2 separate regions of the Sus scrofa genome follow, and region 1 is linked to region 2. A link is a contact called in public HiChIP or PLAC-seq data. All regions are on one chromosome and are shown on one strand. The core of a region is the stretch at or near the end of the contact, and the rest is flanking DNA. Distances in the headings are between cores, read along the strand shown. Region 1 has its middle 71 kb from the start of ZCCHC2. Region 2 holds the start of ZCCHC2 (zinc finger CCHC domain-containing protein 2).

Region 1 (7,486 bases), core at 452-2,951, 73 kb before region 2:
TGCAGTAGGATCTATTGAATTATCTATCAAATAGCTAATGCATTAAATAAAAAGAATCCTACATTAAAAGACTGAAAGTTTCTACATATTTCAGGTTGACTCTCCATTTCAGTGGAAATGCACAGATGGTGTTAAATGAGTCATATTTATTTCCTTTACACCCACTAAAAATAAAGGGCGGTAAATTAGAGACAGCTATTTGGAAGGATGTTCCAAATAGATAATGGACAATTATTTTCTTTCTAAGGAAATGGCATGTCTTTAAAATATATTTCTCATCCTACTGATATAATAGTATTTAATATCATGATCTTGTCTTAGCCTCATATTACAGAGGTTTGGATGGATGAGAATGTGGGAATTCAGGGGAAAAAAACAACCAGCAGCACTGGGGCATCTCCATGCCCTTCTCTCCCTCACCCTTATAACTGGTGTTGGTCTTGTGGTTTTCTGCCTGCTGTTGACCCTTCCTATTTCTTATGGGTTGAATATGTCCTTAAAAAGATATGTTGAGGTCCTAACCCTTGGAAGCTGTGAATGTGACCTTATCTGGAAGTAGGATTTTTGCAAATGTGATCAAGATGGAGGTGAAGATGAGGTCACACTGGGGGAGGGTGAGCACCCAAGCTAATAGGACTGGTGTTCTCATTAGGAGAGTGGAAGAGACGCAGAGCCAAATGTCATGTGAAGACAATGGCATGCACACAGGGAAGATGGTGTGAGGACACAGAGTGAGCACCATGTGATGCTGAGAGAGAGACTGGGGTGATGTGTCTACAAGCTAAGGAATGCCAGGGATGGTCAGCAACACCAGAAGCTGGGAGAAAGGCACATATCTTCCCTTAGCGCCTTCAGAGAGAGCATGGCTCTGCTGACACCTTGATCTTGGACTTGGAGCCTCCAGAATTGGGAGAGAATAAATTTCTGTTGTTTCAAACCATGTTTGTGGTACTTAATTAAGGCAGTCCTAGGACTCAAACACACTACTTCTATCAAAGAGAAGCCCCAGAGTGGCTGGGTGGTAGGTGTTTATCTGAGCAGTTTTTAATCACCTGAAATTCTAACCTTTTAAAATCATAGCGAGCTACCTCTAAACAAGAGGGATGAGGGGATTGAAATCATTTGTGTTCTGACCACATTGAGCAAGAGGTGATGTGGAAAGAATCTAAACATTTAGGGTCTTTGCACAGATCTCTTCCTGCCTGGGTGAGGAAGAGATGGGGATTTTCCTCCCCTGGCGGCTGAGAGCCATCTTCAGAAGCTTGGGATGCCAGGCCACCTAGCTGCCTCTGTTTTCATGAGGATGATGTTCATTTAATCTGCCCATGCCTGACCTTTTATGGAGATTTTTCAGGACATTGGCTTGTTTTTTCCTTCCTTGCTACTTGCCCTGCTGTCAGGGACTCCACCCCAGTGTAACAGGTCCATTCTGCTTCTCTAGTCAAGGGTAAAGGGAACTCAGGCTATTAAGCGGCGAAATATCCTCGGTCAATTAACTGCCACACTATTTAAATCCGTAATATGTTAACTCGGCTTATTTGGACTTAGGAAATGCTCCATCATCCTGTTGACACAGCGCCTGAAAGAAAAAATCAAATGCCAAGAGCCTTACGCAAAAGGACTTCCTTGGCAGCATAATGTTTGTATTTGAAAACAATTCCGCTAGGTGGCGCTCCATTGAAGGTTGGGGCCAGGGTCCAGGCGCTTCCCTCAGTCACAGCAGGTAATGGGAGCAATCCCGGAATGAATGAGGTTGTCTAGAAGGCAGTCCTAAATTGCTCTGACAGATTTAGGAGATGATATATCCTTGATTTTCAGATTAGACCGAACCTCCGACTGCTTCCCTCATTAACAGCCTCCTCTGTGATCAAGGTTCTCCTACCTCCGTCCCTTGGGCTCGGTTGGGATCAACCCACAACCAAACCACAAAATCAAACGGACACAAGTGAAAGCAGTCCTTCAGGGCTCGACGTAGAGGGCCGCTCTCCATTACCGTTAGCATCCTGCCTGGCATAGAGGTGCTTGGCTGGCAGAAAAGGCATTGTCAGCGTCTCATCATGGTACCGGCAAAATGGAGAGGACACTTTGCTCCCACTAACACCCTCTGGATCACTCCGAGAGTGACCTGCTAAGAAGGATGGGATGGTTTGAGATGACAGGATTAAGTGCATTTCCAATTGGAACTGAGCCAACTTCTTGCATCAAGATCACTTATAAATATATTTAACCATGGGCATCAGAGGTAGTCAGGCTAAAAAGGGGGGGGGGAGGGCTAAAGAGTGAAGAAAAAACCCTCTAAGAATAGCTGTCTGGCTGCCACTACTCTACACTTTGAAAGAGGCATGCCCTTTGTAGTGGCTGTGGAAGAGTTTGCTTTTCCTAAATGACAAAGGTTCTGTTGGACACCAGCCTTTTGACATCCTCCTGATCCTCAATTTCCTCTGCTGTAAGGTGGAAAAAGTAGTTCTTTCCTGGTGGTGCTGCGATGAGGCTTACAAGTAAAATATGAACGGCCCTAGCAGGTCCTCAAGAAATAACTCGTTCCTTCTTATCCTACAGCTCTTCTAAGAAGTTTGGAGGAGGGCTTTATAAACACAAGAGGTTGACAGAATTATTACAGACCAATCACCAAAGCTAAGCTGCTGAAACTTTGGTACAGATTTTTTTTTTTTTTTTGGTCTTTTTTTGTAGGGCCATACCTGTGGCATATGGAGGTTCCCAGGCTAGGGGTCGAATAGATCTGAGCCTCATCTGTGACCTACACCACAGCTCACTTCATGGCAACACTAGATCCTTAACCTGAGGCCAGGGATTGAAACTGCATCCTCATGGATACTGGTCAGATTCATTTCCGCTGAGCCATGAGGGGCACTCCTGGTACAGATTTTTTTTCCTGTACGTATAGCTAGAGCAAATCCCCTCATCCCCACCTTCAGTTTGGAGGTTGGTTATTGCCTTATGAACAGTGGGGAAGGACACATGAGGCTCCCTGCTGCCTTCCAATTTGCTGGCCGAATGACTCTAGGAAAGGAACCAAAAACAGAGCCAGGTGTGCTGACTTCCCTAGAATAATCTGGGCACTAGAGCCTCCTGACAGATGCACATTCTGCATTATCCCAGGGATACTGTGAGATAGACAAATCTGATAAGAATGCCTTCAATTTCTTCTTCTGTCTCCCTTTCTTTCTTCCCTCCTCTGTCAGTGAAGTTGCAGGCCCCCATCTTTCTTCCCTTTTCTCCTTTAGTAACACTTGATCACAGGGAAAAAAAAACTGATTATCAGTAGCTTTACATCAATGGACATTTGTACACTGCTCTTCTCTAGATGGGATTTCCCTCATTTATTCACCACCAAGAAGGTGGTGGAGGTGTTTTGGAAGGCAGGGACTTTCTGACGTCCCTGAGATCACCCCCAAAGGACGCATCTGCCGTTCACTCTGTATAAGCTGTTGGAAGCATGTCGATCTCAGAAGCCACGCCCATGTAGCAGGTGGAGGTTTGAAACAGTTGGATACATGCTACTAGAATTCCTGAAAAATAGCAGCAAAGATCCATAAATAAACATTAGAGATGAAATACAGACTGTTTGGCATTTAACATATTTTTAAAATATTGTTTACCAATTTCTTTCCTCTTTGCCAGTCGTTAGAGTCGCCAAGTGGCTCTTTAAGATTTGGCCCGGCCCCCACCTCTCTGATGATGAGCCCAGCTTAGGGAAAACACGATCTGAATGCAAACAAGCCAAATGTAAATTTGTGCCTGCTCAAATCTCTAGATTTTATTCCATCCCCACGTTAAGCCCGGAAGGAAAAGGTAGCCTTAGGATGAAGGGCACGTGCTTGGCTTTGACAGTTGAGAAGCCAGGACAGGAACAGCAGGTATGAAGCTCTGCTTGTCAGCATTTTCTGCTCCCTCTTCCAAAGCAGGGATTGCTAATCCTTTGCTCTCATGGAGCAAGGACGCAATCCTCAGTGCAACTGTTTGAGAGTGGGTGTTGGGACATACTCCCTTAGAGCTTCAAGTGGGTCCCCAGTGGGAGGGCCAAGGCCAAATTTCAATAGTTCAGTTCTCTAAGACAGTGCAGAGCAGGTCTTTCAAAAGAAACTACTGGTTGCCCCTAAAATTACTGCCAACTCCATGTTGTCTGATACCTAAAATCCTATCATTAGAACATCCCTCCCTGGAGTCCATAGCTTTGGAGCCTACAAGACAGACAGAATACTAAGTCTTCTGCATATGCTTACTCATTTGATTTTCACAATCCACTATTATTACTATTTTACAGATGAAAAAGATCGAGGCTCAGAGAATGAATTACCCGAGATCCTACAGCCAGAAAGGGGCAGGCAGAGTTATCAAAACTAGGTCTATTTTATTCCTCAAGACCCTTATTTCCTCCACTGTTACGTCACACAGCCTTCAGTGGGTGAGGATTTGAGGAGACAGGTGAAGAGGGCAAGGGAGGCAGAGAAATTAAATTGCGGAGAGAAAAGAGAACAGGAGGTAGGCTGCAGGGCCAGAGATAAATCTCCCGATCTCAGTCCTACCTTGGGCTGGGCCTGATTTGAAGTAAGGGCACCTCAGAGTGGAAGCTGCCATATCCCCCCGAATCAAGTTGCCTTCATCCAACAGGATTCAGCAGATTGGGCAGCCAAGAGGAGAAGCAAATGACAAATATCCATTGTGTGATAAAGGTTAACCATCGAAATGTAAAAATCAGGGTCGGTGCTGTTGTTATTATAAAATTATATACTGTCATTATTCTCCTGATATGAATGAGGGTCACATTTTTTGGGCAGAAACTCCGGAAATATTATACCTGCTCCAGGGAGTGGACCTCATGTATTGCTTACCTGGAATGGATTCTTTTTAAAACTCCCCTACTATGGAGTTCCAACTGTGGCTCAACATGTTAAGGACCCAACATTGTCTCTGTGAGGATGTGGGTTCAATCTCTGGCCTCAATCAGTGGATTAAGGATCTGGTGTAGGTCACAGATGCAGCTCAAATCTGGTGTTGCCATGACTGCAGCTCCAATTTGACCCCCTAGCCTGGGATCTTTCATATGCCACAGATGCAGCCAAAAAAGAAAAAATCAAAAAAGAAAACTATCGGCCAATATCTTTGATGAATATAGACGCAAAAATTCCCAACAAAATTTTAGCCAACCAAATCCAACAACATATCAAAAAGATCATACAACATGACCAGATAGGGTTCGTCCCAGGTTCACAAGGATGGTTCAACATATGCAAATCAATCAATGTCACACACCACGTTAACAAAAGAAAAGTCAAAAACCATATGACCATCTCAATAGATGCAGAAAAAGCATTTGACAAAGTCCAACATCCATTCATGATCAAGACTCTCGCCAAAGAGGGTATAGAGGGAACATTCCTGAACATAACCAAAGCCATTTATGATAAACCCACAGCAAATATAATACTCAGTGGAGAAAAACTGAGAGCCTTCTCACTCAAATCTGGAACAAGACAGGGATGCCCACTCTCACCACTGCTATTCGACATAGTTTTGGAAGTCCTTAGCCAGAGCAATTAGACAAACAAAAGAAATACAGGCATCCAAATAGGAAGAGAAGAGATGAAACTGTCACTGTATGCAGACGACATGATACTATACATAGAAAACCCTAAGGATTCAACCCAAAACTACTTGAACTAATTAATAAATTCAGCAAAGTAGCAGGATATAGGATTAACATTCAGAAATCAGTCACATTTCTGTATACCAACAATGAAATATTAGGAAAGGAATACAGAAATACAATACCTTTTAAAATTGCACCTCACAAAATCAAATACCTCGGAATACGCCTGACCAAGGAGGTAAAGGACTTATATGCAGAGAACTAGAAAACATTAATCAAAGAAGTTAAAGAAGATGTGAAGAAATGGAAAGATATTCCATGTTCATGGATTGGAAAAATCAACATTGTAAAAATGGCCATGCTACCCAAAGCAATCTACAGAGTCAATGCAATCCCTATCCAATTACCCAGGACAGTTTCCACAGAACTAGAACAAACAATCCAAACATTTATATGGAACCACAAAAGACCCAGAATTGCCAAAGCAATCCTGAGAAACAAAAACCAGGCAGGGGGCATAACTCTCCCAGACTTCAAGCAATACTACAAAGCCACAGTCATCAAAACAGTGTGGTACTGGTATCAAAACAGACAGAAAGACCAATGGAACAGAACAGAGAACCCAGAAATAAACCCTGACACCTACGGTCAATTAAACTTTGACAAAGGAGGCAAGAGCATAAAATGGGAAAAAGAAAGTCTGTTCAGCAAGCATTGCTGGGAAACCTGGACAGCTGCATGCAAAGCAATGAAATTAGAACACACCCTCACGCCATGCACAAAAATAAACTCAAAATGGCTGAAAGACTTAAATATAACACAAGACACCATCAAACTCCTCAAAGAGAACATAGGCAAAACACTCTCTGACATCAACTTCATGAACATTTCCTCAGGTCAGGCTCCCAAGGCAACAGAAATAAGACCAAAAATAAACCAATGGGACCTCATCAAACTGAAAAGCTTTTGCACAGCAAAGGAAACCAAAAAGAAAACAGACAACTTACAGAATGGGAGAAAATAGTTTCAAATGATGCAATGGACAAGGGCTTAATCTCTAGGATATACAAGCAACTTATACAACTCAACAGCAAAAAAGCCAACCACCCAAGAGAAAAATGGGCAAAAGACCTAAATAGACTGTTCTCCAAGGAAGATATACAGATGGCCAGCAAACACATGAAAAAATGCTCAACATCCCTGGTTATAAGAGAAATGCAAATCAAAACTACCATGAGATACCACCTCACACCAGTCAGAATGGCCATCATTCATAAGTCCACAAATAACAAGTGCTGGAGGGGCTGTGGAGAAAAGGGAACCCTCCTCCACTGTTGATGGGAATGTAAGCTGGTACAGCCACTATGGAGAACAGTTTCGAGATACCTTAGAAATCTATATATAGAACTTCCATATGACCCTGCAATTCCACTCTTGGGCATATATCCAGACAAAACTTTCCTTGACAAAGACACATGCACCTGCATGTTCACTGCAGCACTATTCACAATAGCCAAGACATGGAAACAACCTAAATGTCCATGACAGATGGATTAGGAAGATGTAGTATATATACACAATGGAATACTACTCAGCCATAAAAAGAACAACATAATGCCATTTGCAGCAACATGGATGGAACTAGAGACTCTCATACTGAGTGAAATAAGCCAGAAAGACAAAGACAAATACCATATGATATCACTTGTAACTGGAATCCAACATACAGCACAAATGAACCTTTCCACAGAAAAGAAAACCATGGACTTGGAGAATAGACTTGTGGCCACCTGGGAGGAGAGGGAGGGAGTTGGAGGGATCAGGAGCTTGGGGTTAAAAAAAAAAAAAAGAAAAAAAATTCCCCTGCCATACAAA
Region 2 (6,736 bases), core at 3,282-5,781:
TCTACCTCTCCACAGGTCCCTAGAAGGCTGTGTTTTTTTCGGGGGGGGGTGGGCAGGGGGAACAACACCCTTTGCCTTTTTTGGGCAGTTGGACAAAAGGTCTATTTGCAGAACTATCACTGAACCACGCAAGTGCCTAAGATCATTCAGTTCCTTAATTTCTTTTTTTTTTTTTTCTTTTTCTCTTTTTATGGCCACATCTGAGGCATATGGAAGTTCCTGGGCTAGGGGTTGAATTGTAGCTGCAGCTGCAGGCCTACGCCACGGCCACACGGGATCCAAAACTGAGCCCCCGAAGCTTGAGGCAATGCCCGATCTTTAATCCACTGAATGAGGCCAGGGATTGAACCTGTATCCTCACAGAGAAAACATGAGGTCCTTAACCTACTAAGCCACAACAGGAACTCCAGTTCCCCAATTTCTAACACAAATCAGCAGCCTGAGGATTTTCCAAACCAAACCACTTTAGAACAAAGTTTATTTCTGGACAAGCCTCAAAGATTGGTGGATTTCAGAGTTTCTCCAAAAGTTTTGATGTGCAATTGGGGGAATTTGAGCAGCCTGGTCAATCTAAATCCTTAAGAACCTTTCTGACAAGAGGGACCATAACTCCAGTGAGACTCTAAATTTTACCCAGCACTAGTCTTCCAGAAAATGTGCCAGACACCACAGTGTTGGGTATGGATTTCCAACTGACCAATGAGAATACTGTCACAGGGTCAATACCAAGGATTTCTTTTTATTTCAAATCTGTCATATTGGGTATTTTTGTAAAGCTTACAAAAACTTATCCTTTTAACTTTAAATATGCAATTATTTTTTTTTCCCTTAAGTTGTCTATCAGTGAATACCTGTGGGTATTTTGTTTTTTTGTATGTGTCATTTTAGGGCTGTACCCACGGCATATGGAAGTTCCCAGGCTAGGGGTCTAATTAGAGCTGTAGCCGCTGGCCTACGCCACAGCAACACCAGATCCGAGCCTCGTCTGTGACCTGCACCAAGACTCACAGCGACACGGGATTCTTAACCCAAGGCAAAGGATCAAACCTTCCTCCTCATGGATACTAGTCAGGTTCGTTTCCACCAAGCCATGATGGGAGCTCCTAGAACAGCTTTTTAACTGTAATCTCTAAAGACAATTTAATATTTAATTTCTCTCAAAATAAATGCATGACCTAACTAAAGGAAATTTGTGACCTACCTAAACAAAAATATGCTTTTGAGGTAACTTAAACCCCTGACAACTTAAGTAATCAAAAATATAGATTGTTAAGTACAATGACTCTGGACACAGGTTGGTTGCTTCCCCAGCACCCATGTTTCCCTCTCCTTTCCAACAGCCCCAAACTTCTTTTGGGGGACCCATATGGTTCTGAAGAATCTACTCCACTTCTCTGGCTCCAGAATTCATAGGAATGGGCATGTAATCTAAGCCAATTCAGTTAGAATCAATCTCAGGACTAGCCTGGCAATGTTGAGATGAAGATGTTTTCTCTTCCCTGCTAGTTGTGAAAAAGGCTCCAGGTAACCCCAGGAGCTATTGGCAGTTACTTTTGGATCCTGGAGCATTACTCATTCATAGTTTATTCACCAAATATTCAGTAACATCTACTGTGTTCCAGATGTGATAAATTAAGACATGGTTATCAATGTTAAACTATTTCTATTGTAATGGGGGAAACAGGGAGGTATAATGGGAGAGGGAGCAAAGAGGTAAACATTTATAGACTGAGAGAACAAATTCTTGATATGGATCAGGTTAGCTGATGCAGGATGTCATCTGAGGTAGAAGTAGCTGTATCTAAGCATCCTTTATATGGAGTTGATTGTCAGTCTGCCCCAAACCATCCACAATTGTGGTTTTAGTGAAATATCTTGCAGCAACTCAATTGCAAAAGGGTTGCAAAGTCTCCTCAATCTTCAACCACTGGCTGGTGTCTTAATCCAAAGTACAACCTTAACTTGGAACTAGTCTTCTGGGCACACATAAACTTTTGGATAATAATGTCAACACCACCATCTTTCATTGTTAAAGAGTCACATAAACAAAGTATATGTAATATGCATAAAGTATCATCTAGGGACAAGACATGATAGCACTTTGTGTCCTTAAAATTTTTTTTTTTTTTACAGACTATATCCCTCTGAATGATCTGGATACAACACACACCCACCATTACCACAGTAATTTTATTTGGCCCATTTGAATGATTATACAGGGAATATATAAAACAGGAGGGAATCTAGAGCCAGGGTCCCCAACAGGTAGGCCCAGTGGAAGGAATACCTTCCTAGGATGTCTTATTAGAATCATCTGGCTAGTTTTTCCCAAGAAACACACCTACACCTCATCCTGGGATTTCCATCTGGGTCCCTCCCTGCTGCAGTACATCACCCTTACTGAAGGTGTTTTCTCTCACTTATGATAGGGTGGAAAAACACACCAAGGCCTTGTCTAATGAATCGCAGTATGAAGAGAGGTCTCTGAAACTTGGGCATAAGTAGCAAATTATCCAGCTGATGGATGATAACCAGAATCATTAAGTCATGGTGTGTGTCATGTATGTGCAGGAGCACGGATCACTGCATTTCCTAATATGGGCCAAAGATAGAAGGACAAAAGTAATCATCCCTCATTACAAATATGAATTCTGACCTAAAAATGTATGGATCAAGTATTGTGGAGAGTTAATTCCAAATGGCTTCTTGTTGTCAAGAAAAACGTAAAGACTGCCTAAACCACACATAAAAATCACCTCAAAGGAACACAAGATATCCAGATCTAGACAACTCACTATGAACCTGTGAAAATCTAGCAAGATTAATATTATTATTGATTGCCTAAAGTATTTCACCCTACGCTTCAGAGATGTGGGAATAGATGAGATAGGGTATGATTCCAGGGCAATTGAGGTTTGTAATAATAAAAAGGACTGTAATAATAAAAGTCCTTAGAAAGTCTTCTCCTCATTGTAATATTTCTACATTACACCCAAAGAACACAAGAAAATAGCAAATTACAAGATAGAATGGCTTTCATATATTTTACTAATCTAAAGTGTATTGAAAACAATTGTCTCCGTTTTATTGCAGGGTTCAATTGAGACTTTAGGCTTCAATTCAGCCTTTTAGTATAAAATTAGCTTCTTAGGGCAGAAAACTGTGAGGTGAAGAGGGCTCAGCTTATGGTCTCCCAACAGATGTTCAAAATTTTTCAGAAAGATTTTTTTTTTTGTTTTTTAACATATTCCTACGATATAGCTGTAGCAGGGCTTCGCACCGGCACCAAATTCAAAATGTTAGCGTTAGGCATAGAAATGTTACGTAGCAAATAAAATAATTTCCAAAAGATGGTGGCTTTGGGGGGGCTTTTGCTAACAACTGTCGTGGAAATTTCCAAAGAGCGTTAAAGACCAGAAGCAACCGTTAAGCCAGGGGCGTCCTTACCACTGCGTCTCCCCTCGGCCCAGAGCCCGTGGATCTCCCTCAGGTCGGGTTGGGTCGCCTCTGCGCCCGGAAGATTGCATGGTGCAGCCTGCACTTCGCCTGGGCACCCTCCTGCTTTCGAGGCGTCCGGGCCCCTCAACCACAGCCACAAGCCAGCCTCCCGACCCAGCTCCCCGATCCTCAACCCAGAGAGTCAACCCAGAGATCCCGGTAAAGTTGTGGTGGGAATATCCCATTGCTGACTTCCAGACAGTCGGCAGGGCGGTGCACCGAAGGAGCTCAGGTTAGCGCGCTCCCCCCAGGGGAAGCTTCGCTCCCGGGACGCGTACCATGCGGCCGCGAAGGGAACCCAGCGGCGCTGTGGGGCGGTGGCCCACGCGAAGAGGAAGGCAGAACAGGACAGTCAGTAGTCAAAAGCTGTGTTCAGGCCCTTGGAAAAGGGGCAGTTCCCCACTTCCCTCCGCACACGCGGGTCTCAGCAGCGCCTTGCCGCGCTCTAGCACACCTAGCCATCTCCTACAGTCCTACCGCGTCCTTCCCCACCCCAGCCCGCGGTCAGCCACCACACATTAGGACCGCGCGGAAACCGCCGAAAGGGAAGGCGGCTGGAGGGCAGTTGGGCGTGGCTTATCGAAGAGAGGCGTGCCCGAGGGGGTGGGGACACTACGCAACCATCGGTTCTGGCTGTTGATTGGCTGAAGTGACTGAGAGGAGCCCGCAAGCGTCTCCGCCCCGCCCGGGCTGCTCCTCCTCTTCTCCAGCGGCTTGGTCCGCACAGGCTCGCGAGGGAACCGCTCAGGCGCCGCCGCCCCAGCCCAGTGCGGACGACGGAAGAGAGGGAGGCGGAAGGAGGACACGCTCGCTCGCTTGCTCCCACCCGCACCCGGGCTCCTAGAGCCGGCGCGGAGCCCAGAGGGAGGAGCCGCGGCGGGCACGCCCCGCCTCCGGCCCGGGAAGACGACGCCAGCGACCTCGCCGGCCGGCCACCGCCCCCCTTGCCGGCCGAGACCCGCCCCCGGCCCCGGCCCCGGCCCTCCCCCGGCGGCATGGAGGGGCCCAGCTCCTGACTGCCGCGCCGCCGCCTCGGCCCCCGTCCCTCCTCCCGGCCCCTCCCTCCCGCCCCCGCTCGCATGTCCGCGCCGCCTTAGCCGAGGATGCTGAGGATGAAGCTGCCGCTGAAGCCGACGCACCCCGCGGAGCCGCCACCCGAGGCGGAGGAGCCCGAGGCGGACGCGCGGTTGTCCGCGAAGGCGCCACCGCGCCGCCGCCGAGACTGCCGCCCCCCGCCGCCGCCGCCGCCGCCGCCGCCCTCGGGCCAGCTGCGGGGCCCCCAGCCGCCGCCGCCGCCTGGGGGGCTCGGGCCGCCTGTTGCTGGGGGAGCGGCGGCGGGGGCGGGCATGCCGGGCGGCGGCGGCGGCCCCACGGCGGCGCTGCGGGAGCAGGAGCGGGTGTACGAGTGGTTCGGGCTGGTGCTGGGCTCCGCGCAGCGCCTGGAGTTCATGTGCGGACTACTGGACCTGTGTAACCCGTTGGAACTGCGCTTTCTCGGCTCGTGCTTGGAGGACCTGGCGCGCAAGGACTACCACTACCTGCGCGACTCGGAGGCCAAGGCCAACGGCCTCTCGGACCCCGGGCCGCTGGCCGACTTCCGAGAGCCGGCCGTGCGCTCGCGCCTCATCGTCTACTTGGCGCTGCTGGGCTCAGAGAACCGTGAGGCCGCCGGCCGCCTGCACCGTCTCCTGCCCCAGGTGGACTCTGTGCTCAAAAGCCTGCGCGCGGCCCGGGGCGAGGGCTCGCGAGGTGGCGCGGAGGACAAGCCCGGCGAGGACTGCAACGGCGAGGAGGACGCGGAGAAGGACGGCTCCGGCCCGGAAGGCAGCGGCGCCGAGCCCCGGCGCGGCAGCGGGCTGGGCTTCAGGGCCCAGGAGGAACTGCTGCTGCTCTTCACCATGGCCTCCCTGCACCCGGCGTTCTCCTTCCACCAGCGGGTCACCCTGAGGGAGCACCTGGAGAGGCTCCGCGCCGCGCTCCGCGGGGGCCCCGAGGACGGGGGAGTGGAGGCGGAGTCGTGTAACTTTGCCGGCCCCCGGGCCCAGGTAAGGCGTGCCAGCCCTCTGCGCCCGCAGTGTGGTCACCGCCTCGGCGACCTGCCCTGCCCGGCTTTCGGACTCCCGGTGGCCGAGCCTCACCCCACGCAGGTGGCTCGGAATCCCCTTGCCACGGCTCCCCGCCCAGTTGTACTAGCCTTCGTTAGTCTGGACCGCTCATTTCCACTGCTCCCCCCACCCCCGCTGCACACAGAGGCACCCGCCATAACAGAATGCTCTAGAAGTCTCTTCCGTGCCGGAGTTACCACGGAAAACATAGAGCACTCAGCCCGATCCCGCTCTCAGATGAAGAGTCTTGGGACTTTTTGACTTTGAGCATCTCTAGGTGCTGGGAAAGGCGAAGCGCTAGTGGAGCCCGTGTGTCGGCCGCAGTCTCGCCTCGGGCTGAGCCTTCCCTTTCTTGCCGCCTGGCGCTCAGGTCACACGTTTTAAAGCTTTGCCTTACCCCTCGGTGAGGTGTCCTAAAGGTGCTCTCCCGGCGAGTTGCCCTATTATTGACACAAATGGGCCTTTTAGCTCAGTGTGTACCTGATTTAAAAGGGGTCGTAGGATCTTGTGGCTCCTGCTCGGAAAACTTGATGTTCCCTTAAAGCGGCGAAATGACTCAAAGTAGAAATGTAGTAGCGTGGTTTGTCTGGGTAAAGTAACCTCCTAGAGTGGGTTGGTAGTGTTCTTTGCCTCTGGCGTATCCTGCTTTCTAATGAGCGTGAGTCCTGCCAACAGATTTGGGTCCAGAGATGTTTGTTGAACCTTTTTAACTGTAGGCATAAATGTTTTTTAAAAAGTTATTAAACACCAAAATGTAGTAGATGAGAATTAAGATGAGTTACTTGTCGCAAACATTAAAGAAAAAAATTTAAATGGCCACGAAAGCAATTTAATAATAATCTAGGCCCAATATAAAGTTCTTGAGCTTGACAATTTAATGGACTAGTTAGCTTTCAGATAAAAACTGTACAATAAGAGCTTACTTTCATGGTTCACAGCTATTCTAGAAAACAACTGATTTGCTTGCCATGTTTTTCCAATTAGGTGATCTCCAGGATGATATATTGGGAAGGGGATTTTTTTTTTCACTCCTTACTTGTAAGTTAATTTAGCTTACATATCTTATATAGCTGCTTTCAGTCAATACCTTGAAACTAAAACCGAGCATTGTATTTCTGTAATGTCTGTGTGGA

What was found. HiChIP or PLAC-seq counts read pairs in DNA pulled down with a chosen protein or histone mark.
Region 1: a contact with region 2 is called in an H3K27ac HiChIP or PLAC-seq map of alveolar macrophages. The contact joins the enhancer-like site here to the promoter of ZCCHC2 in region 2. A contact is called at or near these places in 1 of 5 promoter capture datasets (liver), 11 of 47 Hi-C or Micro-C datasets (alveolar macrophages, blood, liver and 6 more) and 2 of 2 datasets of contacts at active chromatin or transcription factors (alveolar macrophages and skeletal muscle).

What each region holds. Positions count from the first base shown.
Region 1 is chr1:159,089,251-159,096,736 of Sscrofa11.1, reverse strand. No RefSeq gene overlaps it. Among named protein-coding and RNA genes, the nearest start is that of ZCCHC2, 71 kb to the right of the region's middle. Within about 2 kb of position 1,701, at least 17 of the 83 cell types and tissues checked have an H3K27ac peak or open chromatin away from gene starts, as enhancers often do. A contact at or near this core is called in alveolar macrophages, liver, omental adipose tissue and 1 more, where this site is marked.
Region 2 is chr1:159,019,938-159,026,673 of Sscrofa11.1, reverse strand. ZCCHC2 (zinc finger CCHC domain-containing protein 2) reads left to right here and starts at 4,531. Exons shown (of 14, transcript XM_021099630.1): 1 at 4,531-5,543. The coding sequence starts at 4,602.